Regions from separate parts of the Mus musculus genome. Here all the other regions are linked to region 6. A link is a contact called in public HiChIP or PLAC-seq and promoter capture Hi-C data. All regions are on one chromosome and are shown on one strand. Each heading gives the region's core, a stretch centred on a gene start, on an enhancer-like site or on the middle of the called end of the contact. The rest is flanking DNA. Distances are from core to core; before and after follow the strand shown. Region 1 holds the start of Capn15 (calpain 15). Region 2 holds the start of Ilrun (inflammation and lipid regulator with UBA-like and NBR1-like domains). Region 3 holds the start of Axin1 (axin 1). Region 4 holds the start of Uhrf1bp1 (UHRF1 (ICBP90) binding protein 1). Region 5 holds the start of Rab11fip3 (RAB11 family interacting protein 3 (class II)). Region 6 holds the start of Zbtb9 (zinc finger and BTB domain containing 9). Region 7 holds the start of Decr2 (2-4-dienoyl-Coenzyme A reductase 2, peroxisomal).

The links. Promoter capture Hi-C pulls out the DNA fragments that hold promoters and counts their contacts. HiChIP or PLAC-seq counts read pairs in DNA pulled down with a chosen protein or histone mark.
Region 1: a promoter capture Hi-C map of liver shows a contact between it and region 6, with 2.7 times the contacts expected there. The contact joins the promoter of Capn15 here to the promoter of Zbtb9 in region 6. A contact is called at or near these places in 2 of 39 promoter capture datasets (cranial neural crest and liver).
Region 2: a contact with region 6 is called in a promoter capture Hi-C map of pre-B cells, with 2.5 times the contacts expected there. The contact joins the promoter of Ilrun here to the promoter of Zbtb9 in region 6. A contact is called at or near these places in 2 of 39 promoter capture datasets (the 3T3-L1 cell line and pre-B cells) and 6 of 115 datasets of contacts at active chromatin or transcription factors (bone marrow-derived macrophages, embryonic forebrain, pancreatic cancer cells and 3 more).
Region 3: a contact with region 6 is called in a FOXA1 HiChIP or PLAC-seq map of pancreatic cancer cells. The contact joins the promoter of Axin1 here to the promoter of Zbtb9 in region 6. A contact is called at or near these places in 5 of 39 promoter capture datasets (the 3T3-L1 cell line, cranial neural crest, hippocampal neurons and 2 more), 1 of 484 Hi-C or Micro-C datasets (B cells), 2 of 115 datasets of contacts at active chromatin or transcription factors (large pre-B cells and pancreatic cancer cells) and 1 of 9 other capture datasets (macrophages).
Region 4: an H3K4me3 HiChIP or PLAC-seq map of embryonic forebrain shows a contact between it and region 6, with 2.6 times the contacts expected there. The contact joins the promoter of Uhrf1bp1 here to the promoter of Zbtb9 in region 6. A contact is called at or near these places in 1 of 39 promoter capture datasets (pre-B cells) and 3 of 115 datasets of contacts at active chromatin or transcription factors (astrocytes, embryonic forebrain and memory CD8 T cells).
Region 5: a contact with region 6 is called in a promoter capture Hi-C map of liver, with 2.6 times the contacts expected there. The contact joins the promoter of Rab11fip3 here to the promoter of Zbtb9 in region 6. A contact is called at or near these places in 2 of 39 promoter capture datasets (cranial neural crest and liver).
Region 7: a contact with region 6 is called in a promoter capture Hi-C map of cranial neural crest. The contact joins the promoter of Decr2 here to the promoter of Zbtb9 in region 6. A contact is called at or near these places in 3 of 39 promoter capture datasets (3T3-L1-derived adipocytes, the SN4741 cell line and cranial neural crest).

The regions. Positions count from the first base shown.
Region 1 is chr17:25,984,540-25,987,488 of GRCm38.p6, reverse strand. It overlaps Capn15 (calpain 15), which reads left to right and starts at 1,615. Exons shown (of 12, transcript NM_001347334.1): 1 at 1,615-2,018. It overlaps 1700022N22Rik (RIKEN cDNA 1700022N22 gene), which reads right to left and starts at 1,659. Exons shown (of 2, transcript NR_166913.2): 1 at 1,453-1,659.
Region 2 is chr17:27,819,282-27,822,371 of GRCm38.p6, reverse strand. It overlaps Ilrun (inflammation and lipid regulator with UBA-like and NBR1-like domains), which reads left to right and starts at 1,830. Exons shown (of 5, transcript NM_001033279.3): 1 at 1,830-2,195. The coding sequence starts at 2,038.
Region 3 is chr17:26,136,759-26,140,108 of GRCm38.p6, reverse strand. Axin1 (axin 1) reads right to left here and starts at 1,423. Exons shown (of 11, transcript NM_009733.2): 1 at 1,068-1,423. It overlaps Gm46600 (a long non-coding RNA gene), which reads left to right and starts at 1,357. Exons shown (of 3, transcript XR_001782196.2): 1 at 1,357-1,708; 2 at 2,768-2,836; 3 at 3,296-3,324.
Region 4 is chr17:27,854,560-27,857,816 of GRCm38.p6, reverse strand. Uhrf1bp1 (UHRF1 (ICBP90) binding protein 1) reads right to left here and starts at 1,310. Exons shown (of 21, transcript NM_001080769.1): 1 at 1,023-1,310. The coding sequence starts at 1,066.
Region 5 is chr17:26,068,267-26,071,219 of GRCm38.p6, reverse strand. Rab11fip3 (RAB11 family interacting protein 3 (class II)) reads left to right here and starts at 1,702. Exons shown (of 14, transcript NM_001162868.2): 1 at 1,702-2,953. The coding sequence starts at 2,043.
Region 6 is chr17:26,971,319-26,974,508 of GRCm38.p6, reverse strand. It overlaps Zbtb9 (zinc finger and BTB domain containing 9), which reads right to left and starts at 1,330. Exons shown (of 2, transcript NM_001005916.2): 1 at 1,195-1,330; 2 at 1-953. The coding sequence starts at 886. It overlaps Syngap1 (synaptic Ras GTPase activating protein 1 homolog (rat)), which reads right to left. Exons shown (of 19, transcript NM_001281491.2): 19 at 2,075-3,190.
Region 7 is chr17:26,088,808-26,092,133 of GRCm38.p6, reverse strand. It overlaps Decr2 (2-4-dienoyl-Coenzyme A reductase 2, peroxisomal), which reads left to right and starts at 1,970. Exons shown (of 9, transcript NM_011933.2): 1 at 1,970-2,170; 2 at 3,137-3,205. The coding sequence starts at 2,091. It overlaps Nme4 (NME/NM23 nucleoside diphosphate kinase 4), which reads left to right. Exons shown (of 5, transcript NM_019731.1): 5 at 1-389. The coding sequence ends at 105.

The sequences.
Region 1 (2,949 bases), core at 366-2,865, 990 kb after region 6:
CTGCCTGCCTCTGCCTCCCAAGTGCAAGAGCTGTGATTAAAGGAGTGCACCATCTTGACCCACCCCTCTACTTTTTGAGACAAAACCTTGAACTTTCTAGCCCAGGTCAACTTTGAACTCATGACCCTCCTGCCTCAGTCTCCTTAGCAACTATGCAACTATACCTAAGCAACTATACCTTTGTAGCTGTGGCCCCAAAACTATGAGGAATAGTGTTGGGTCCCATCTGCTCAAGAGTCAGGGTGGTTGATCTATGGCTTCTGTCCCTGCAAAGCTCTCTCTGCCCTTCTTGACCTCTGCAGGGTGTCCTGTGGTCTGTGCACTCAACAGGGTGTCTGTCTTCTGGCCCATACTACACTAGCATAGATCAGGGCTCAGCCAACCTGGGATGATCCAGCTTTACCTGCTGTGTGATCATCTTACTTAGTGCAGTGATACATCATTGCACTAGTGATGACCCGTAGTGACCAGAGATACTGTCCTGGATCCAGCTTGGCCATTCTCCTGATCATGGGTATCACCTACTGATGAATGAGCAGTGACTTCACCACTGTCAGGGGGCTCAGGAAGACAGCCTCTGCTCCTCTCCTCTTGCCAAAATTTGGTGTCTTCCCCATTCAGGCATAGGTGTCCCCACAGCATCCTGAATTCAATGGCCAGTCTTTAGCTTTCTAGCTTCTGGAGCATGAATGATTTCCCAGAAACATTATCTGTAGTCTCTACTGAGCCAGACTCAGGTTTTCTGGGTCCGGGGGCAAATAGTACCCAATCTCTCACACAACATTCAGAGTGCCGGGTGTCCTTTTGCTATGTGCTATGTTTTTTTTTGTTTTTTGTTTTTGGTTTTTGGTTTTTGGTTGGTTTTTGGTTTGGTTTGTTTTGTTTTTTGAGACAGGGTTTCTCTGTATAGCCCTGGCTGTCCTGGAACTCACTTTGTAGACCAGACTGGCTTCGAACTCAGAAATCTGCCTGCCTCTGCCTCCCGAGTGCTGGGATTAAAGGCGTGGGCCACAACGCCCGGCTAGCAGCCTGATTCTTAGTTAGCTTTCAGTTGCAGAGGACAAGTGGCTGGAATTAAGTTAATTCGGGGGAGCCAAAGGGCTCTAATGGGAAATAGCTTGGGGGCTCTTGTGAACATAACTCAAAGGACTGCCTCAGATGCCAGTGTTTCTCTAGAAAAAGTGACGTGCCTATCTAGCACTCGAGTAAACACAGACCTCAGATGGAGTAACCTCGGAAGGAGCAGTGCCAGCACGGTTGCTGCTTCAGACCGTTGGGAAAGAAACCAGAAGTCGCTGGAAGAGGTAGAAAGCAGCCAAGGCAGCTAGGTTGGACTGTACCACCTACTGCCCCAACGCAGCAGACAACCGGTTCAGACCTTGTACAAAATCACGACCCAGACTCCCGACATCTCCCCTGGCGCAGTAACACTCGAACCCCGTGGACGCCTACCGGAGCCCAAAGCCCATCTTAAGGGGATCCTGGGAGCTGTAGTCCGTTCTCTTCCCGGATCCAGCGCGCCACATCAAACTAGCTTGGGAGTACCAACTGCATCCGTGAACTGAGCGTCTCCGGTCACGTTGGGAGGGCGAAATCTCAGGGAAAGAGTAGAGGGTAGGACCATTCATGGACTACAATTCCCGGCGTGCCTTGAGCCGCGTCGCTCTGCCCTGTGGGAGCCGTAGTCCCGGCTCCGGGTTCCCAGTGCCGCGTGCGCCCCTGACGCGCTGTAGCCTCGGGCCCCGGCTGGGCGCCACGCTACGGAAGCAGCGTAAGGCGTAGCGGGTAGGCCGGGCGGGACGGCGGGCGCTAGCTACGGAGGCGTTTGTAAGGTTGCCGGGCCGAGACGGATCTTCGCGGCCAAAACGCGCTAAGCCGGCGGAGCATCGCGGCTGGCGCGAAGGGGCCCTTGGTGCCCTCCGGTCGAAGTTGTGGGTCAACCGACTGAGGGCCGGCACTAGGGCCGCGCCCGCCTAGACCGATCGCGAGCGCTGAGGAGGCGCCGCCGGCTCGCTAAGGTGAGTTCCACGGTAGGCGGCCGGCCAGACGGCCTAGGACTCGTAGAGCTCGGCCTCAGGGCATCAGCCGGGATGCTCCATGTTTGTCCTGGGAGCAGTAGCCTGGCTTGTGGTGAGCGGGAAGGGGAGGGGGAAGCGCGCCGGAGGTGTGGGTCACTCGAGGCCAGCCTAGGAACCTCAGACGCAGGCGACCCTCGGTGCCTGCCTGTCCTTGAGTGCCCTCTTGTCCGGGGCTAAGCGTTGGCCCACTGTACGAAGGTATAGGTCGTGGGGGCACTGTCTGCAGAAACCTGCAGCTGCCTGGGGCGGCAGCAAGAGTAAAGCGTCCTGTGTGCCCCCTCATCCCACACTTCTGTTTTTGCGGGCCTGTCAGCAGGCCGAGAAAGTTACAGAGCAGCCCCTTGACAGCTGCGGGATTTTCTTTTTGTTTTCTGAAAAAGGGGCCCTTCCACGTCTGATTTGGGAACCCTGTTGTGTGGCCAGATGGTCCTTGCTAGGCTGGCTCTTAGGGTCCCTGAGTACAGATACTGAAACAGGACCGCGAAACACCTAGCCTCGAAAACAGGATAGATACCTCCTGAGTTTCAGGAGAACCTGAGAGCCTACCTGAGTGTTTGCTGCTGACCCTGCAGTTCAGCAATAAATCAGGAAGAACTGCTACTCAGTAAGAAACTGTGAGATTACCCCTCCAGTGGCAATTTCCCCTTTCCCAGTCTGGAGAACTGCAAGTCACAGATGTGGAGCTTGCCTCTTGAGTTTCTCCCTGCTTCCAGAGTCTAGCTGTCAGGGATGCGCTCAGGACCACAGTTCTGCAGTCTAGGGCAATTGTGTCTTGCTGAACAGTAGCTTGCCTCCATGGGGTAGTAGATTCTGTTTCCTTTGAGGTCCTTCTGCTCCACAGAGATGCACCCATTTCTTTTCTAACATCTAA
Region 2 (3,090 bases), core at 581-3,080, 850 kb before region 6:
CGATTCCCAGTACTGGGATTACAGATGACGGAATCTACCCTGTCTGGGATTACTGATGGAAGCCACCCTGTCTGGCTCTTATGATTTGTTTTGTTTGAGACAGTCTCGAGTCACCAGGGCTGGTGGAGGCTGGCCTCAATTCCTTATTCTCCAGCCTTTGCCTCCCAAGTGCTGAGATCACAGGTGTGTCACCATATGAGGCTGTCTTTTGGCTTTTTTGTAGCCAAGGCTCACTTTGACCTCACTAAGCAGTTAAGGGTGGCCTTCCATCCTGATCCTCGGCCTCCTCATGTGGGGATTACAGGCATGTGATATGAAGCTAACCTGGTAGTTTATGTCCTAAGAAACCATGACTAAGGAGAAGAGAGTGTCTGAAGCACTGCCAACGGTAGGAATACACAAACTGTCACACTGATAACCCTGAGCTCTGGTCCTCATGATCTCACAGCTGCTGTTCATGAGATAGACACAATTCAAACACATCCGTAAACATATTTTGTCAATCTTTAATCAGGTTGAACTGTTGAGCAAACTATCAGCAATAACTGCATTTGCTCAAGGTTCTGCTCTGAAATTTGGATATGATAACAATCACCAGGCGATTTTGAGCCTCCTCCCAGGCCCACTGACTTCAGTTGAGTCTCTTTTCAGAAGTAGTTGTGACAGTAGTTATCCCAGCAAGTAGGGGTAGGAGGATGAGATCAAAGGCAACTCCAGGAAGAAAGCCCGCCTCTGCCTCTTGAGTGCTGGGGTGGTTTATTTTTTAAAGGCAGGGTCTAGAGTATCTCTGGCTGGCATCAAACACACAGAAATTTGCCTGCCTCCCCAGTGCCGCCACCCTTGGCTGTCAGCCAGGCCTTATATGCAAGAGCGAAGTATCTCTGCTCTCAGGAACCCAGGTCTTCATACCTTCGGGGAAACAGCTTAAGCCAAGTCCCCAGTTGCCCAGTTTCTTACCCACCCCCATCCCTGTACCTAGTCATATCTAACAGGTGACACTGAGAAAATACTTGGTGACAGAACGGGCAGATGAGTCTCTCCACAGCTGAGCTTCTTAATCCTTCAGCTTCAAATGGAGCCTCACATTAGTAGATACACTGGATACTGTCTACAGTCATTTTTTTGGTCGTGGATTTTAGAGACAGAACAAGATTTGCTAAATTCTAGGGTATTGACCTTTCTTTGCAGAGGATCGGTTCCTCTGACCTGTAACTGGTGCTTGCATTAGGCTGCCTTTATTTTCTGGAAACGTAATGCTAAGGTTGCATAGTAACATAGGCAGTCATGAGAAACTCAGGTCAGAATCCAGAGACTAAGCGTGCACCGCCGCGACCTTGGGAAAATGTCTGTTTGAATACTAAGTCCCCTGAGAGCGGAGCAGCAAGAGTCCGCTCTGTGCTGCCCTTTGCCCTTTGCCCCAGTCCCAGCCTCTGTTCCTGTGGCGACTTCGGGTTCCCAGCCTGAGCATGGGTGGGGTCGCTCGTCTCCGAAGCACCTCTCAGACTCGTGACTCCTCCCACGCAGTGTGGGGACTCAGGCGAGGACAGAGACCCGCCCAGTATCCGCTCTTTCCGGCTTCCCGTTTCCTGCCCCCTCCGCTCTGTCGCGGTGAGGTCACGCGAGAGACGTCACCGAGTTATGACGTCACTGAAGGCGGGCTTTCGGGAGAGGAAGGGGCGGGGTCCGAGCGGCCCCGCGCGTGCGCGTTGGGCGCGGCCCGGGAGGAGGCGGAGGCGGCGGTGCTGCGAACCGCGGCGGCAGCAGCGGCGGCGGCGGAGGCGGGCGCTGGGGGGGGTGGGAGGGGGGGGAGCGCGAGCCCCAGAGCCAGCGAGAGAGGAGCGAGCGGTGCGGTGCGGCGCGGCTCGGCGCGGCGCGCGCAGCCCATGAGGCGGTGAGAGGCCTGGGGCCTGTCTCGGAGCAGTGCGCGCGGCGCCGGCCAGCAGCGGGCCGCCCTTCGTGGGCTCGGGCCCGGGCGCGGCGGCCGCCCGTGGAGAAGCAGGTCGGGGCGGTGGAAGCTGTGCGTCCGGGCCCCCCGCCATGGAGGGCATGGACGTGGACTTGGATCCGGAGCTCATGCAGAAGTTCAGCTGCCTGGGCACCACAGACAAGGACGTGCTCATCTCCGAGTTCCAGCGGCTACTCGGCTTCCAGCTCAACCCGGCCGGCTGCGCCTTCTTCCTGGACATGACCAACTGGTGAGTCCGCCCCACGCGGAGCCAATCCTGCTGGCAGCGGCCTCGCGGCCCCGAGGGCAAAAACACCGGAGCCCGCTCGTGGAGTACTCCCGGGCAGGGCAGGGCCCAGGCCGGGAGGTGGCAGGGAGTCAGAGCCCGAAGAACATGGGAAGAGGGGAGAAGTGGTGAGGTGGAAGCCAGGGGAGTCGATCTGGGGCGAAAAGCGTGTGTTCTGGGAGTAGAAAGCACAGGAAACGAGAGTTGCGAAGTGTTTTCCTTTTAAATAGGTGCGAAGTGTAGGAGCTGAGGATGACAGAACGGTGTGGAAACTCGAGGGAGTGTGTTAGGTGCTGAGGTCGAACTCTGGGCGCGGGAGAGGTCTCGGAGCTGAGAATAGATCTTGTGTCTCTTTGAGGAGATAAGGGCGAAAACGACTTTTGCGGCGGAGGGAACACAAATTATAATCAACTGAGTATGGTGAGAAAGGAAGAGTTGTGCCAGGGAGAAGTGACATCTAATGGAGGCGCCGGAGCGCCAGGCCTGCGACGAGGACTGGGAAAAGTCTTCAGAAAGTGGAGGGAAGCTGATCTTGGAGGCAGGAACTTTGTGAAGACACTGGCGTGCTGGGCAGAGGCTTGGCCTTGGGAACTTTGACGAGCTTACTGATTGGATGGGCTTAGTTGACAGAAAACTGAGAAATGTATAGGTTGGGGGCCAGGGGTTCTGGCTTGTAGTTGGGTTGTACAGGCTGAAGTGGAGCTGTCTCCAGGCACCGACGTGTGTCTTGGTTCTTAGAGCAGCACTTGCTGTTTTTGATAAGCAAGAATACTTTCTCTTGGTCTCCAAGTAGGGATTGTTAAGTTCACTCGGGAATTTAACCATTAGACTGGAGACCATTAGACGGCCTTTGAAAGGC
Region 3 (3,350 bases), core at 174-2,673, 830 kb after region 6:
ATCATACTAACGAGCCATTGATTAAATTCTTGAAAGGTCAGGACTCTCATTTCATATCTAGTGCAGTCCCCCATCACATAAAGTCGTAACGGTGTTTCTCTGAAAGATGTAGGACAAGTCAATACTGCTGAAAAATCAAACAAAATCTCTGTGCTCCCTATATTTTCTCGGCCCTGAAGTGGGCTCTAAAACTGAAACCAGCTAGTACTGCCTCTCTCAGGTAAAGTCAGACTCCATGTTCTCCAAAACGGACTGTGAGTAAAGGAACGCATTGGAGTAAAGGGGAGGAGTACACAGTTATTGCGAACTCTTTACAAGTTATCTTCAGATGAGCCGAAAAAAATCCTTATGCCCAACTAAAAATGCTCGCTCTGGGCTTTGGTTTTGGGTGAATTTGTTTTGTTTGGGGGGAGCATTATTAAGTAAGGCAATGAACACCAGGACAAGTGGTTATCTGGCAAGCCAAACCACACCAGAGAGTGCCCTCCTTGGATTGTTCTTACTCGTCCCTACTTTACTTTTTCATAGGGACTAGGGGATAGCGCAAAGGAAGACACACACACAGTCTAGCACCAGCAGCTTCTCAGCACCCACTCACCCATATCCTAAATGTGTCCCAGACCCATCAACAGTACACCACACTCGGCAGACACACACCCACCTGTACATCATTCTTAGAATCCTTGCTTTTCCTTAGTCCCTGGTCCTGTTCAAACAGGCCTTGCTTTCCCCATGCCCTACTATCGTCCTGTCCCTGGCACATCGCCCCCCCCACCCCCAAGCCCTTCTCCTCATATATACCTAGCATACCATGCAGTCCCCACGCCTCTACTCATACTGCGGAGCCTGCCACCTCTTCCGCTCAACGTCCCCTTGGATCTCAGGTCTCCCTACGCCGGGCACAACCTCGCACATCAGGGGCCGCGCTCCGGCACGCCTCCCGCCCGCAACCCGCGCGCCCCTCTCTTCCGGGTCCGCGTACGCCGGCCTAGCGCGGCCTACTCCCGCAGCCCCGGGCAGCAGGCCTCCGCGCCACAGGAGCGCGCCCGTCGGCTCCCACTACTCACCAGCGCGCGGCGGCTGTGGAGGCGCGGCCCGGGGCCTGGCTCCCGGCCCGGCGAGGCCCATGCGCTCAGCGGCGGCTCAGCGGGCGGGCCACGGCGGGGGCGCGGCCCTGGGGGGCCCCCATCGCGGCGGCGGCGGCGGCTCGGCGACCCGTGGCCCGGAGGCGGCGCAAGGCAGGCCGCAGAGCGCCGCCAAAACCGGCTGCTCACTCTCACCAGCCCTCTCTGGAACCAGGCTCCAGCCCGACCCCAGCAGGCTCCTGCGGCGGCGGCCGCAAGCGCTTCCCTGAGCCGGGAGCCTGAGCCCAGAGCCCTGAAGCCCAGGCCTGAGCGCCCCCGCCGGCGCCGCCCGGAAGTGCGGGGGCGGGGCCGTGGTGTGGGGCGGGACTGCTGCGGAGGCTGGGTCTCGTTGTAGAGGCAGAACCACGGTGTGGGGCGGAGCTTCTAACACGGGGCGGGTGGGAGTCCGAGGACAAGAAGAGTAAGGGGCAGAGTCTTGAGCGAAAGGCGGGACTGCGGCGTACTCAGGAGCCAAGCACTGTCTTGCGGTGGTGAAGGCGGGGCGTGAACTAGGAGTGCCGCTGAAAAGAAACGTAGCCGCGGAGGATGCCCAATGGGGCAACGACTACTGCTCGTCCCGAAAGGTGCCATGGGAAACAGCCCTGAGCGCGCTCAACAACCACAGCCATCACTGAACCCTAGGCCAGTACACTGAAGGCAGACCACTCATATCTGATCGCAGATGCTATTGAGAGAGTAGAGTTTCTGGGTAGCTGGTCGCCCTCCACACAAATACACACATAACACTTATAATGTCTGCAAGGCATCTCTTGCTAAGTCTGCAAGCGCAAAGAGTCAACTCCATTTTGCCCCACCACAGGAACATAGATGCACAACTCTCTACTTGGCAGGTCTCAACCCTCGGTCAGCCACATCCCAAGGAGAAATATGTGAACACAAGTAATTACTGCACTTAAGAATGTCATCTACCAGTCAAATCAGCCCCTGACACCTCTCAGGTAGTCCATTTTGCAGACAAAAAGTTGTGACCTAGGCTTAGTACGCACCCACCCAGACCTCACCTTGGCCAGAGGACTCCTGGTACCCATACCACCCTATACTGGCTGCATCTGCACTTGCCATCTACATGCTTTTATACTGCTGCTGCCAGTGCCACTGCCATGTTTTGTTCTGGACATTGTTCTCCCTCATTGCCTTGTCCCTTCTTCATGGCTCACAGGCAAAAGCAGTAGTACTGGCTTCAGACTCTAAACCCACAGCTGACTGGGGTGATCCTAACCCTGCCACCTGTCCCTTAAGAGGACTTAGCACAGTACCGAGGACCAGGATTGCTATGTATAGAGAAGGAACCACTTGAACTATAGCTACTAGGGTGACCAAGCCTGACAAATTCCCCTCCTAGACTCATCACTGAGCCTCAGGTCTGGGGCTGGGGTATAGATAGTGCCCCCCCCCTCAAATGCCAGGACAAGTTTCATGTTCACTTCTGTCCATCTAATGCAGCCTCAGGTCCTCCGGCCTCTGGGCACTGGAGACTCTCTAGCAGCCCCTGACCCAGACCATTCAGCCTCATACCATTAGAAGAAACAATCACGACCACTGAGTGAGCAGTAGATAGCCTTGGCCTTGGGCATCCTCCCCACTCCCAAACCCGGACCCCAATGCTTGCCTTGATTCTGTAGAGCTGCTGCTGCGGCCAGGCCAGGCTCTCGGGATCAAGTCCACGTCCATCCTCCTGCTGGCCCACGGTGGTAGGTATCCCCAAGCCCTGGGACCAGAGTAGGGCCCTCGGGCCTCCAGCTCCTCGGGACCCCTGCCCTGCAGGGACAGGAAGGGAATCAGGAAGCCTGGAGGAAATGCAACGGCCTGCTAAGGAGTGCTGGGGGGGGGGGGTGTGGTGGGGGAGAAATTATAAATAGGGGTAAAAGGATTAAATTATGAAGACCTTGAGGGAGTTTCTGCAATGAGAGGGTAAAGGACAGCACTTGAGAGCCTTGAAATGCCTTTGCTCCTCCCAGAATTGCCATTAGCAGCTTTAACTAAATTTTCATGGCATTTGCTCATGTTTCTTGCCAGGAATCAAGAGTTTTAAAAACCCAAACTCATGAGCAGAAATTCTTTTCCTCAATGTAGACATAGAAATATACTTTTGCAAAAAAGGTTTATTTTTATTTTACGTATGTATGTGAGTACACTCTCACTCTCTTCAGACACACCAGAAGAAGGCGTCAGATCTCATCAGAGATGGTTGTGAGCCACCATGCA
Region 4 (3,257 bases), core at 61-2,560, 880 kb before region 6:
CACATAACAGTTAATCAAACAAGGTATCTGAATCTAGCTAATAAATGTCTAAGATCACATAAGCCAATGTCAGCCAGGCAACGGGGGACACCACGTCAGGGACAGAGGCTCACACAAGCCCTGGTGTTCCATGTTGACTGGCAACACTCACACACACCTCTTGAAAACCACTAGTCACTGTGCTGCCAAACTCTGGATCACTAGAGCCTCTGAGACAACCTAAATTAACAACCATCACCAAGCTAGAATAAGCAGCGAAAACCAACTGCAAAGCTAGCTCCCAATTTTCGCAGCCACCCATTCTAACAAGCTGCATCATCACGCAGAGACCAGGAGTCCTTCAGATATAGCTGAAAAGTGTCTTGCCAGCTAACCCGTCATGCCCCAAATACAGAGCGACAGGACAGCTTAACAGGAGGCCACAAAGCACAAGTGGACACTGGCTGTCAAACAAACCTCCATGGCATCTTAAAGGGAAGGCTGCTGAAACTTTATCCCCCACCTCCGCTGACCTTTCTCCAATCCGTCTGTGTACGGAGAAGAAAGCGGACCCAGAAAGGAGGGAGGTCCGAAAGGACGACCAGCCTCGGGTGAAGGGTTTATATCTTTTCAAGAGTGATGCAACAGGGTCAGACAGAAGAGGAGGAGCTCGCCTCACAGAAGGAGAAAGCCGGCGTCGGCGCTGCAATCGAAGGGGACCTGGGTAATCCAGCACGGAGCGGCAAAGCCAGAAATGAACCGGCGCTGGGCGGCTCGGCAGGCGGGAAGAGGCCTCCAGGGCTGGCCTGCCAGGTTCCGTGCGGGTCTGGAAGGTACGGCCAGGAAAGGGCTGGGTGACCCGCGCCGAGGAAGGAGGCGGCGACGGGGGTGGGGAGGAAGGTGGCCCGGGCGAGGGAGTAATGCAGCGCCGACAACGGCCCGCAAGAGTTGAATCGCGCCTGCAGGGAGCCGCTCGCCCAGAGCGGCCGGAGGGAGGTCGGAGGGCTCGGAAAAGGACCGAGTACGCGGGGTGGCGCTCTCACCGGGACAGATGCTTCAAGATCTGCTTCTTAATGATCCCGGCCATGCTGCAGCCCGGGCCCGCGTGGAATGCAGGCAGACGGGCAGCCGTGGCCTCCTCAGTTGTGGAAAAGAGGCGTCCTCTCACCTCGCCGCGGCGCGGGCACCGGCTGCCGTAGCCACAGTGGCCGCCATGGCTCTCTGTCGCCCCTAACTCAGCGCCAGGAGTTCCGCCGCGTTCCCACCCGCCCGTGCGGCGCCGCAGGATCCCGCGGAGCAGAACCCAGACCGCACGCCACCCTCCGGGATCCCCGTGGCGAGAGCGCACGGCGAGGGGCGGGGACGCGCGCGGCGGCACAGGCGCAAGGGATGAGGGGCGGGGCGGCGGGAGCTCAGAGGCATAGGGGGCGGGGCAACTGCGCGGGGCGGGGCTTACACGCTCAGAGGCGGGGCTCACTCTTCCAGAAGGTAGATGGTGGCATTCGCCTTTACTCCGAACTCTCCAGAGCCAGAGGCAAGCAAATATAGGACCTTGAGACCAACCCTGTCTACATGGGGACTACCAAGACAGGGTTACATTAAGAGACCTTGTCTCTTCTGAGTTCGAGGCCAGCCTGGTCTACAAAGTGAGTTCCATGACAGCCAGGGCTATACAGAGAAACGCTGTCTCGAAAAACCACAAAAAAAAAAAAAGACCCAAGAAATCTAACCTTTAATGCTTCCAGTTTCAAGAAAAATATCTGCAGTTATTAAGCTGCTAAATACATAAGGCCTCCGTGATAAAGTGCTCGCCAAGCCTTGGGCCACTCCATTAAACACAGATGGAGGCTCCTTCCACTCTTCACTGTATCCAGGAGATACTCAGATACCATCTGACCAAAGCTACAAAACTGGGGCAAGGGCTGAATCCTGTTTCCATGCATGACAATGGCTCAGTGCAGGATCTCATTTCCCAATGCACCATTCTGACAAACTGCTGAGGTCAAAACGCCGAACAACCACAGCAAACCTAACCAACATACTTTGCTTAAAGCCCCCTTTAGGAAATTTAAATGTCTATTGATCATTAGTACATGACTCAATATACTTAACTGCCTTTTGAAAAGGGAGCAATGGAAATGAGAGCCAATGTCTTTAATTCTCGCTATTTCGTGTGGTTTTGCTTTCTTGGTAAGTTTGGCGGGAGTAGGAATTAATTACATCAAGCAAATGAGGTAAGTACTCCACTCAGACGCACCGCCCCCCAAAGACGGAGTGTTTTTATTTATCTGTGCATTCCTATGTGAGTGTGAATGTCATGTGCCCACAGAGACCAGAAGCTGTCAGATTCTTTGGCACTGGAGTTACAAGTAGTTGTGAGCCACTTGGTGTGGGTGCTGAGCACTGCACCTAAGCCCTCTAGAGCAGCACTTAGCAGGGAGCCATCTCTCCAGTCCCCAGGTCTTTTAAGTTTACTCTTGGAGCCCAGCGTGGTGGCGCAAGCCTTTAATCCCAGCACTCTGGAGGCAAAGGCAGGCGGATTTCTGAGTTTGAGGCCAGCCTGGTCTACAAAGTGAGTTCCAGGACAGCCAGGGCTACAAAGAGAACCCCTGTCTCGAAAAACCACCAAAAAAAAGTTTACTCTTGGTTGAGATTGAGACAAGGTATCCAGATATAGCCCTAGATGGCCCAGGGATTGCTATGTAGATAGACCAGGATGTGGCCAAAGTGGCAGCCATCCTCCTGTCTCTGCCTCCTGAGCGCCAAAAAATGTGGCTGTTCACACCACACCTGGCTATACTGTTTTAGTCACTGCAACTAACATTCATTGAGCTTTCACAAGCTGTCGTAAGTTCCTTCTGAAACTTTATTCATAACTAGCAATGTTTCCAGATTGAGATTTAATTTTAATTTTAAACACTGAGACAAAAAACATGGCACAAGCCTTTAGTCCCCACAATCAGGAGGTGGAAAAACAGGTGGATCTACTTGAATCTGAAGCCAGCCTGGTCTACAGACTGAGTTTCAGGACAGCCAGGGCTACACAGAGAAACCCTGTCTCAAAATTAATCAATCAATCAATCAAAAAGAGAGGATTGAGAAGGAGGGGGGGTGGAAATTGTCGGACAATAGTTTTTCTTGTTGAGACAGGGTTTTCCTGTGCAGCCCTGGCTATCCTGGAAATAATTTCTAGACCAGACTGGCCTAAAACTCACAGAGATAGGCCTGCCTCTGTGCCCCTAATCCTGAGTGCTGGGATTAAAAATGTGCGCTGCCAC
Region 5 (2,953 bases), core at 453-2,952, 900 kb after region 6:
CCTTCCTCATCTCGACTGGCTCTTTTTTTTTTTCAAGTTTTTTTTAAAAAGATTTATTTATTTTATGTATATGAATACACTGTAGCTGTACAGATGGTTGTGAGCCTTCATGTGGTTGTTGGGGTTGAATTTTTAGGACCTCTGCTCACTCTGGTCAACCCTGCTTGCTCTGGTCAACTCTGCTCACTCAGTCCCTGCTGGCTCCGGCCCAAAGATTTAATTTATCACTATACATAAGTACACTGTAGCTGTCTTCAGAGTGAGTCAGATCTCATTATGGGTGGTTGTGAGCTACCATATGATTGCTGGGATTTGAACTCAGGACCTTTGGAAGAGCAGCTAGTGCTGAGCCATCTCACCAGCCCATCGCCTGACTCCTTATAACCTTTCATCTGCAGCCCCATTGCTTGGTCTGAGCCAGGAGGTGTGCATTCTCTACACACTGGTTCTATTTGGGCACACAAATGCTGGAAGTCATAAATATTTTTCTTAGTTTTGGCACACAACAGGAACACCTGGCTCCTCAGAAAACTGATCTTGACTGAGAACACCAAAGGACAGGTGGATACTTACCATGACACACTAAATAGAAAGGTTGGCACTCACTGGAACTGCATGTGAGAATGTTTGTCAGTCAAAGGGAATTTCCAGTCCTTGCATTAGATAGAGGGGACTTTATTCTTTCAATATATATATTCCTCACAAAAGCATTCAGTTCTTACAGGAAAATAGGACTACATTTTAGGGAGGGAGCACATCACCTTCCTTTTTCCCAGCTGCTGGAAGTCTCCTATAATATGCTGGGAGTTTTGCTTGGGGATGACTCAGTAGATTAGCTGGCTGTACACCTGGAAACGGAGTTCAGTTTTCAGCTTTTGCCAAAACTGCTTATGAAACCATACTTGTCCATGGTGCCCACGAGTGTACAATTGGTTCATAGTTTCCCCTGGCTAAATGGCTAAATTTAGTTCTTGACTAGATGCACCTCATTGCTTCCAACTGGCTTAGTCAACTGCTCCGCATCTCTGAGCACGACCCTTTGATGATGATAACGGCATTAGTTAGCAATAAAGAGATAAGCGCTGTTTATGTAATTTAAAAACATGTTCAGAGCAGGGTTGTTTGGGCCAGTCTACAATCCATGGCGGCAGGATTAGGAGTTAAAGGTAGCGTGGGCTGCACAAGTTCCTGTTTCAAAAAGATACCAAACAACATATCAAAGTAAAACAACATCTGTGCCTCTTTATTTTACTGTGCGCTCCTGTGGATGAATGTGTGAGCCCCTTAGATCCTGTCCTTGTGTGAGAGACTTTGGATAATTCCTTACCTGGTGGGGCAATTCGAGCGCTCCTTCGCTCCTACTTGCTGCCAATTAATATTCTGGTTTGTACCACCAGTTTGTGAAGGAGTCACACAGAAGGGACTAGCGGCTTCTTTTGGGATATGCGAATGTTTTGTTCCCGTTCAGCAATAGTTTTCCAAAACCTATTCTCGGGCGCCTCTTCCTGCGACAGAACACTTCACTCATCCCACTCGCGCAAATCGTACGGAAAACTCGAATTGGGCAGAGCACCGTCGCCCCTAAGCTGTGCCCTCTTCGAACTCACCTTTATAGCAATCCATGGGGGCGTGATCAGGTTACACGGCGTGCTGACGTCACGCGCGACGGAGGGCGGGCCGGCGCCGGCGCCGGCGTCCCTCACTGGGTTCCTAAGCTCAGGCGCTCTGGCTTCATCCTCCGCTGCCCGGCCGGTGCCTGTCTCCCACCGTCCACTCCCCGCCACTGGGTCCTTACATCATCCGGACTGTGCCGCTGCCATGGGCCCGCGCCAGCCGCGCTGCGGGGCCGGGAGCCGCTAAGGTGCGGTGCGAAGATGGGCGAGGGCGGAGCAGGGCCCGAGCGCCAGCCTCAGCAGTCCGGGCGCCCCGCGCGCGCCCGCCCGCGTCGCCGCGGGGATGCCCGCGCCCGCCGCCGCGCCCTGAGCGCCTTTGTCTGCCTTCCGCGCCTTTCGTATCATCCCTAGTTTAGCCGGCGCCGGATCATGGAGCTGTGCCAGCCGACCTCCCTGTCAGACCACGACCAGCCAGCGTCTGGGCCCCAGCGTGGGGTCATGGGGCTGGTGGGGCCCGACGCTCCTCGCGGCTGGTCAGAAGAGCCCGAGGAACACGCCCAGCTTCAACGGTGGCCAGAGGGACCCAACGCGCCAATCTGCTGGCCCGAGGAGGTAGAGGAGCCTCACGCTCCTAGTCGCTGGGCCAAAGAGCCCAATGCCCCTCGCTGCTCGTCCCAGGAGCCCGATGAATCCTGTCACTTGGCAGAGGAGCTGGAGGAATCCGACTCCCCTCGCTGCTGGCCCCAGGAGCCAGACACACCGTGCCACTTGGCCAAGGAGTTGGAGGAACCCGACGCCCCTCGCTGCCTGCCCCAGGAGCCCGACACACCGTGCTACTTGGCCAAAGAGCTAGAGGAACCCAACATCCCTCGGTGCTGGCCCCAGGAGCCCGACGTGCCGTGCCACTTGGCCAAGGAGCTAGAGGAACCCGACGCCCCTCGCTGCTGGCCCCAGGAACCAGACGCATTCTGTCACTTGCTCAAGGAGGTGGAGGAACCTGATGCCCTTCGCTGCTGGCTTCAAGGGCCAGACGCACCGTGCCACTTGGCCAAGGAACTGGAGGACCTCGACTCCCCTCGCTGCTGGCCCCAGGAGCCCGACGAATCCTGTCACTTGGCTAAGGAGCTGGAGGAACCAGACGCACCGTGCCACTTAGCCAAAGAGCTGGAGGAACCCGACGCCCCTCGCTGCTGGCCCCAGGAGCCCGACGTGCCCTGTCTCTTGGCCAAAAAGTGGGAGGAATCCGACGCACCGTGCCTCTTGACGGAGGAGCTGGAAGAGCCTGACGCCCTTCACTGCTGGCCCCAGGAGTCAGAGGCACCGTGTTTGTTGGCCAAGGA
Region 6 (3,190 bases), core at 81-2,580:
TCTTTTCCTTTGTGCCTCTTGCTATCTCCTCCTTACACTCAACGTTTTCCTGATTCACATATAAGATTTGGGAAGCTTGTACAGGAGGGGCAGGAGGATCTACTGTTGAGCTCTCATCCTCTGAAGGCTTGCTGGGAAGAGCAGGTGTAGGCAATGGGTGGGATCCACAAGCTTGGGAAACCCCTCCCGACACTCTCTCCGGCTGAGGAGTCTGAAAGAGTGGAGCTGCTGACCCCTGCTCCTCTTCCTCCTCTACTTTCACCTGAATCTGTAACATTCCTTCTAGTTCACTCCCCTCCCCTCCAGCGGGGCTCTCAGGGAGAACAGAATTCTCTGTAGAAGCAGAGGAGCGTACTGGGTTCTGGAAAGGGGAAGAGCGAATGCACCAGCCTCCTGAAGATGTTGTGGAAATAAGTGTGAGGCTGGAGGCTCTTCCACCGGCTGAAATCCCACCAGACGTTTCTAGTTCTCGAAGAATCTCTGAGCACCGATCTACCACTTGCCACATCTGAAGGCCGCTGGCTACAAGGAGATGGGCAGGGAGGGCATCCAGCGGCAGGTGGAGGCTTCCTGAATAAATGAGCTGAAGCAGTCCCTCGAACGCATCGGCCTCGATGACATTCGGTAAAGTCAGTCGGGGCGCATCCCCCAAAAGCAGCTTGTCATGGAAGTAAGGAGAGGCAGCAGCCAACACTGCTTTGTGAGCCCTAAGTTCCCTGCCCTGAACCAGGAGGGACACATCACAGAACTTTCCCTCCAGCCTGTGGCGGTTCAGGGATTCCAGCAGCGAAGAGCTATGATGAGGGAACTCAATGTGGATTGTCTGTGGGGCTGGGTTGCATCTCGGAGATGAGGATGCGGGAGGCAAAGGAGTCGAAGCATCCATGGCTACCTCGGGAAGAGAAATAAATCCCGGGGAGTCGGGCAGTGCAGGGTTCTATACGGGGTGAAGGCTGCGGAGGAAAGAGACTGGGGTCACACAAGTTCGGGGTATGAGACCTGTCTCAAGCCGCTCGCCACCGACCCTTGAAAACTCTTCGGTGACAAGCTTCTGTATATTAGTTCCGCCCACCAGGAAACCCAACAAAACACCAGGGTTTACACCTCCAGGCCCAGCGGAAGCTAAGGAGGGAAGGGATGGCGCCCCACCTCGCCGGCTCCGGTCGCCCTCCGCCACCGCTCGCCCCTCCTCACCGTGCTCGCTCCGGCCGGCTCAGTGAGCTCCGGCCCCGCGACGTCCCACCGACACGCCCCCACCGCACGCGCGACCGCGTCGGAGCACCTCAACCGCCAGTGCGCCTGGCCGGCCGGAAGCTACCGCAGTTCCGCCGGACGCCAATGCGGCCAGGCACGGAGGGCGGGACCAGTTCTGCAGCCAATGGGAGAGCGGCAGCCTACAAGCCGTCTCCTCATTGGCTGTGCGGACGGAGGGCCGGGGCTTGGGGAGGGCGGCGGAAGTGGAAGGCGGTTCCCTCAGTTCTGGAGTAGCAGTGAGGGGAGCCACGGGCTCCGCAGTAAGGCTTGCTTCCCTCGTCCCGCCGCGCGAGGTAGGTGCTGCTGCCCTCCGCGTGCACGCGGGACAACCGGGTCTGAAGTCTGGAGCGCACGCTTGCTGAGGACCTGGGTCCTTTCCTCCATTTCGCAGAGGAGCGTCCTCACAATTAAGCCCTAAGTCAAGAGGGTCTTGCACAGACCCTGCACTTGGAGTCTTTGGGGCGCTAAAGCGAGTCCAGTGCTGCGGCGGAGAGAGAGCGGGAGTGTGAGTTTCACCAGGAAGACCCTGCGGTATATATTGTTCTCCTGACTGGGTGGTATAGTGTGTAATGTAAGAGGACTGTTCTTTCCAAAAGTAGTCCCTGTCACCCTTCAGGTCGTTCTGGAGACCCCGGGCTAAAAAGTCGGCCCAACGCCGGGGGAGGCAGCACTTAGTCCCAGCACTTTGGAGGCAGGGGCAGGCAGATCTCTTGAGTTCAATCAAGGCCACCCTGGTCTACAGAGTTCCAGGCCAGCCAGAGCCACACAAGGAGACTCTCTGTCTTGAAAATCCAAAAATAAATAAAAGTCAGCCCAGTGATAAAAGAACAATCTCCGTTTATTAAACATGATTTTTCTGTTTCACCACACACTCCAGAAAAGAAAAGAAAAAAAAAAAAAGGAAATGGGCCTGGGAGTGGGAGAAAAGGGGGGGCAGTGGTGGGGGACCAAGAGTCTGGGAGCAGGGGCAGGAAGGAGAACGAGTAAACAAACAGCAAAAAAAAAAAAAAAAAAAAAGAGTAAGAAGATCTTCTCCCTACTCTTAAGGTGGTGGGTGGGGAGGGAAGTGAGGGGTGGGGCTAGGGAGCCAGGAAGCTCTGTACAGAGGGGTCGCCTCCCAGCCCCCCTCCCCAATTATGTACAGTACAAACCCCAGATAATTACAACAGCCAAAGAGGAGGGAGGAGGTTCAAGGGTAAGGCCTGATGGGGAAAGCAGAGGAAAGGGCATGGGATAAAATTTCACATATTTACAACTTTTATATAAGTATAAATTTGGCCCCGGCTGGGTGGGTGTATGTAGAGGGTTAGACCGAAGGAGAGCTGTCCATACAAAAGAAAGATCGAGTCTGGAGTCTGGGAAGAATTCTCAATACCAAACGCAAGGAGTGAAGAGACAAGGCTGGGTAGGGGGCAGCAGTCAGAGAAGAGGGGGTACCCGGGAGGGGTTTCTCCCCTTCCATGGCCTACCCACCCCAAACCCCATCCATCCTACCTCCCCTATACCGCCAGAGAGCTATGTACAGAAAAACACCGAAAAAGCATGGAGCTGGCGGGAGGGAGGGAGACTGGGTGAGGGTGAGGGTGAGAGGGAAGCCCAGCCCTGTCCTACCTCCCCCAGGGGACAGAGTCATGTAAGGGGGCCCCCAAACACCCATCCTCCAACACAGGTCCCCCCATCCTGGGGGAGAGAGACATGGCTTTTCCTAGAGTAAGTTCCCCCCTCCCCATGGGAGTAGAGACAAGAGAGGGAAGGGGTAGAGGGCTGGCTGCATGTCAGGGTAGGGCAGATCAGCTAGTCTGTCCCTCCACAACCCAACACACATGGCCTCCTATACCCTAACCCCCTCATCCAAACCTCAATTCCACCCCACCCAACACACTGGGGGAGGGGGGGGCATAAGCCCCCTCACCCCGCTCTGGGACCAGCCAAGAGC
Region 7 (3,326 bases), core at 721-3,220, 880 kb after region 6:
GATTCTGTGGATGGGGCCCAGAGGGAGATCGAGCTGTGGTTTCAGAGCAGCGAACTGTTGAACTGGGCAGATGGTGGTCACCACAGCAGCTGCTACCCTGCCTGAGGGCTTGCACTGCCTTCTGCACTTCAGGTCTACCCATGACCTACTACCTCTGTCAACAAGAAGTCAAGCCCCCATGCTTCCCATGTCCCCAAACCACTCCCTACTCCCGCTCTACCCAACTCCAGCCCAGGGGAGTCTAAGCCTCAACTCTATGTGCCTTTTTGTATCCTAAGTCAATACAATATTGGACCATGTCCTTGTGTACAAAAGTGCCAGACAACCTTTGGGGCATTGTCAAAGGTGACTTCACCTGCCTCAAAGGAGAGACATTAAAATTTTATGCTTAAAATGGAAATGGTCTACTTACTAGTTCTGCTATCTCAGCACTGTGTGACCTTTCCTGGGAGATATGAACAAATGCTTGTTCACCCCCTCTAGGGCACCAATAACAGACTAGAGTAACAATTCCAACCATTTCCAGTTGGTGAACCCATGAGTTCGTTGGACTGGCTTATGGGACCGTGGATGAGAGATTGGCCACAGAAACATGGGTGACCTCAGGACAGCCGAGTCACTGAAAGGTCCCCCTGCCCCCAGCATGGGCAGTGACAGCAAGCCTGATGGGATCCTGCTTTCAGTTTACCTACCTCCTACAGGGGAGTAGAAAGTCCTAGGTGAGGAGTTAAGGCCAGTGTATAATGCCGATCCTGGATTACTACTCCCCTAGTCCCAGCTACCACCGTATTCTACTTATTTCATTGGCACGACTACAGGGCCAAGCTATAGGTCACCAGAGCAATGATGCACCATGATGTCCCATAGTCATGACAAATGTGGAGGAAATTGCTTTACTCAAGCACTTTAATGAGTGTTTTTATGCATGGTATAAAACATTAGGCCTGAAGCTTAGAGCTTTGAGTAAAGAAAGGAAGGATCCCTCGACTTTGGGTAAATGCAAGAACCAAGCAAGAATCCAGGGCCCATGAAATTGAGAATCCAATTGGGGTTCTTTTGCGGGCGCTGGTATAGCTCCTGCCCATCTGATTTGTCTGAGGATGGCAGTAAAGAATAGACCGGACCTGAGGCTTCTTCAAGGCCCAGTGAGCGAGCCTTCAGTAGGAGTACACACCAGTCTTTGTGGGTATTGTGTATCAGGTCTCCTGAAGTTGGAACAGCAGAGCCTAACACTCCAAGGGCTACTCTCATCTCTCCCTCAATGCAACCCAGGCACAAAAGAGTATCCTCCACTCCCGACCTGATGCTGTCCATGATGACCACCACGGCCTGATGTCCATTTATGTTCACATTGACACATGTAAGTCACATCTCACCCCGGATCCCAGAGTCACTGATTCAGTTGCAGGTACATCATGACAGCTTCTGTGGCTAATTTGATAAGTCATTTCACTCTTTGACATCTAGACAATGGAACCCAGTTCTTGGTTCTCTGAGTTTCAGTGCAGTGATTCTTGCCAGCCAGCAAGAGGTTCACTCTGGACTTTCCACCCGGGTTAGCCACGAGAGGGAGCTATTGGGTTTGCAAGCTCCAGATTCTCTGCACTGGGAGGTAGTGTCCAAGAGCGGTGTTCATCTGGAGTTCCGACTTCCACAGCTGATAGCACGCAGCCCGGCCAGCTTGGGTATATGGACTAAGTGGCTGCACAGACACCAACTGGGAAAGGAACCGGGCATTTAACTGGCTGGAGCGTCTCTGGGCCTCTGTATCAGTGCCTCCTCCCATTCTCAGTCCCAGCAGGCTGCGCGCCACCGAGGGCGGGGTGTCCGCCTGGTCGAGTGGGAAGGGCTGGAGGCTGGGAGTTGCGGGAGGGTCTGTGATAGGAAGGCTTGAAGGGCCCAGGCACCTTTTTGGGGTGGGGCGCCCCTGTCCCACCCCCGTCTGATGGGCGGCTTGATGTGGGGGCAGAACTTTGGTCCTGGATCTTTCTGGGCGGAGCGAGCAACCTGCAGAACGCTGCGTTTTGCGTTGGAAAGGTAGATCTGGTTCCTGGTTCCACTGTCCTTGCCATCCCGGACACGCAGCAATCATGGCCCAGCCGCCGCCCGACGTTGAGGGGGATGACTGTCTTCCTGAATACCACCATCTCTTCTGCCCGGATCTTCTCCAGTGAGCTAAAGCAGGGAACCAGGGGGCGATCCAGACTTGGGGCACAGGGTTTAACGAATCTGCCACTGGATGTGACATCACAGAGGACAGATGCTCAGTACTCCGTTCCTGGGCAATCGTAGACCTGAAGTTTCTTGGGGTTCTGGAAGAATGGGATGAGGGACTGAGGGTGGAAGCTGCTCACTTTGTTTTGTTTTGTTTTAGAGACAGGGTTTCTCTGTATAGCCTTGGCTGTCCTGGAAGTCACTTTGTAGACCAGGCTAGCCTCGAACTCAGAAATCCGCCTGCCTCTGCCTCCCGAGTGCTGGAATTAAAGGCGTGCGACACCACGCCCGGCGCTTGCTCACTTTTGAAAACAAGTCTCTCTTGGTAACTTACTACGCAGAAAATTTTAGGCTAAATAAACTCCTTCACCTCCGAACTTCTAGGGAGCCTAAAAATAACCGACTTTAAAGATTGCAGTTTTATGGCTGGGGATTTATGTCTTGCAAATTCATTGAGTACCTGTTTAGCAGGAGCATGTTTTCCTTCATAGCGAAACTGGGTAGAAGTTCATGGAGTGAAAGTTCTCCACGGGCCGCTTATCTATTTGAGCTTGAGTTAACAGAGATCTATCTATCTAAAGCTCTTCGAGATGAGGTTTCTCTGTGAAGCCCTGGCTGTCCTAGAACTCTCTCTGTAGACCAGGCTGGCTTTTAATTCTTGGTCCCCCTGTCTCCACTTCTCACAGGCTGGAATTACAGGCATGCATCCCCCATCAAGCTAAAACATGGTTTTCAAAGAAGAGTTTAGGGACTAGAGAGATGGCTGAATAAGTTCAGAGCACTTACTGTTCTTGCAGGAGACCCAGCATTGGTTCCCAGCATCCACACGAGGACTCAACTCTCTGTAGGCACACAGGCAAAACACTCATACTGGTAAAACAAATAAATATTTAAAAATGACTACATTTTCTTGTTTTTGAAGGGACAAAGTGGCCTTTATCACAGGTGGTGGTTCTGGGATTGGCTTCCGGATCGCAGAGATTTTCATGAGGTACACACTACCGGAACCCTTCCTGCCACCTTACGTCCCTTTGTCTGGATCTTGGTGGATTTGGGGGAGTGGTTGAATGCTGTCTTGGGGAGAGGTCAGGACCTTTGTGGTCTCCTAGAAT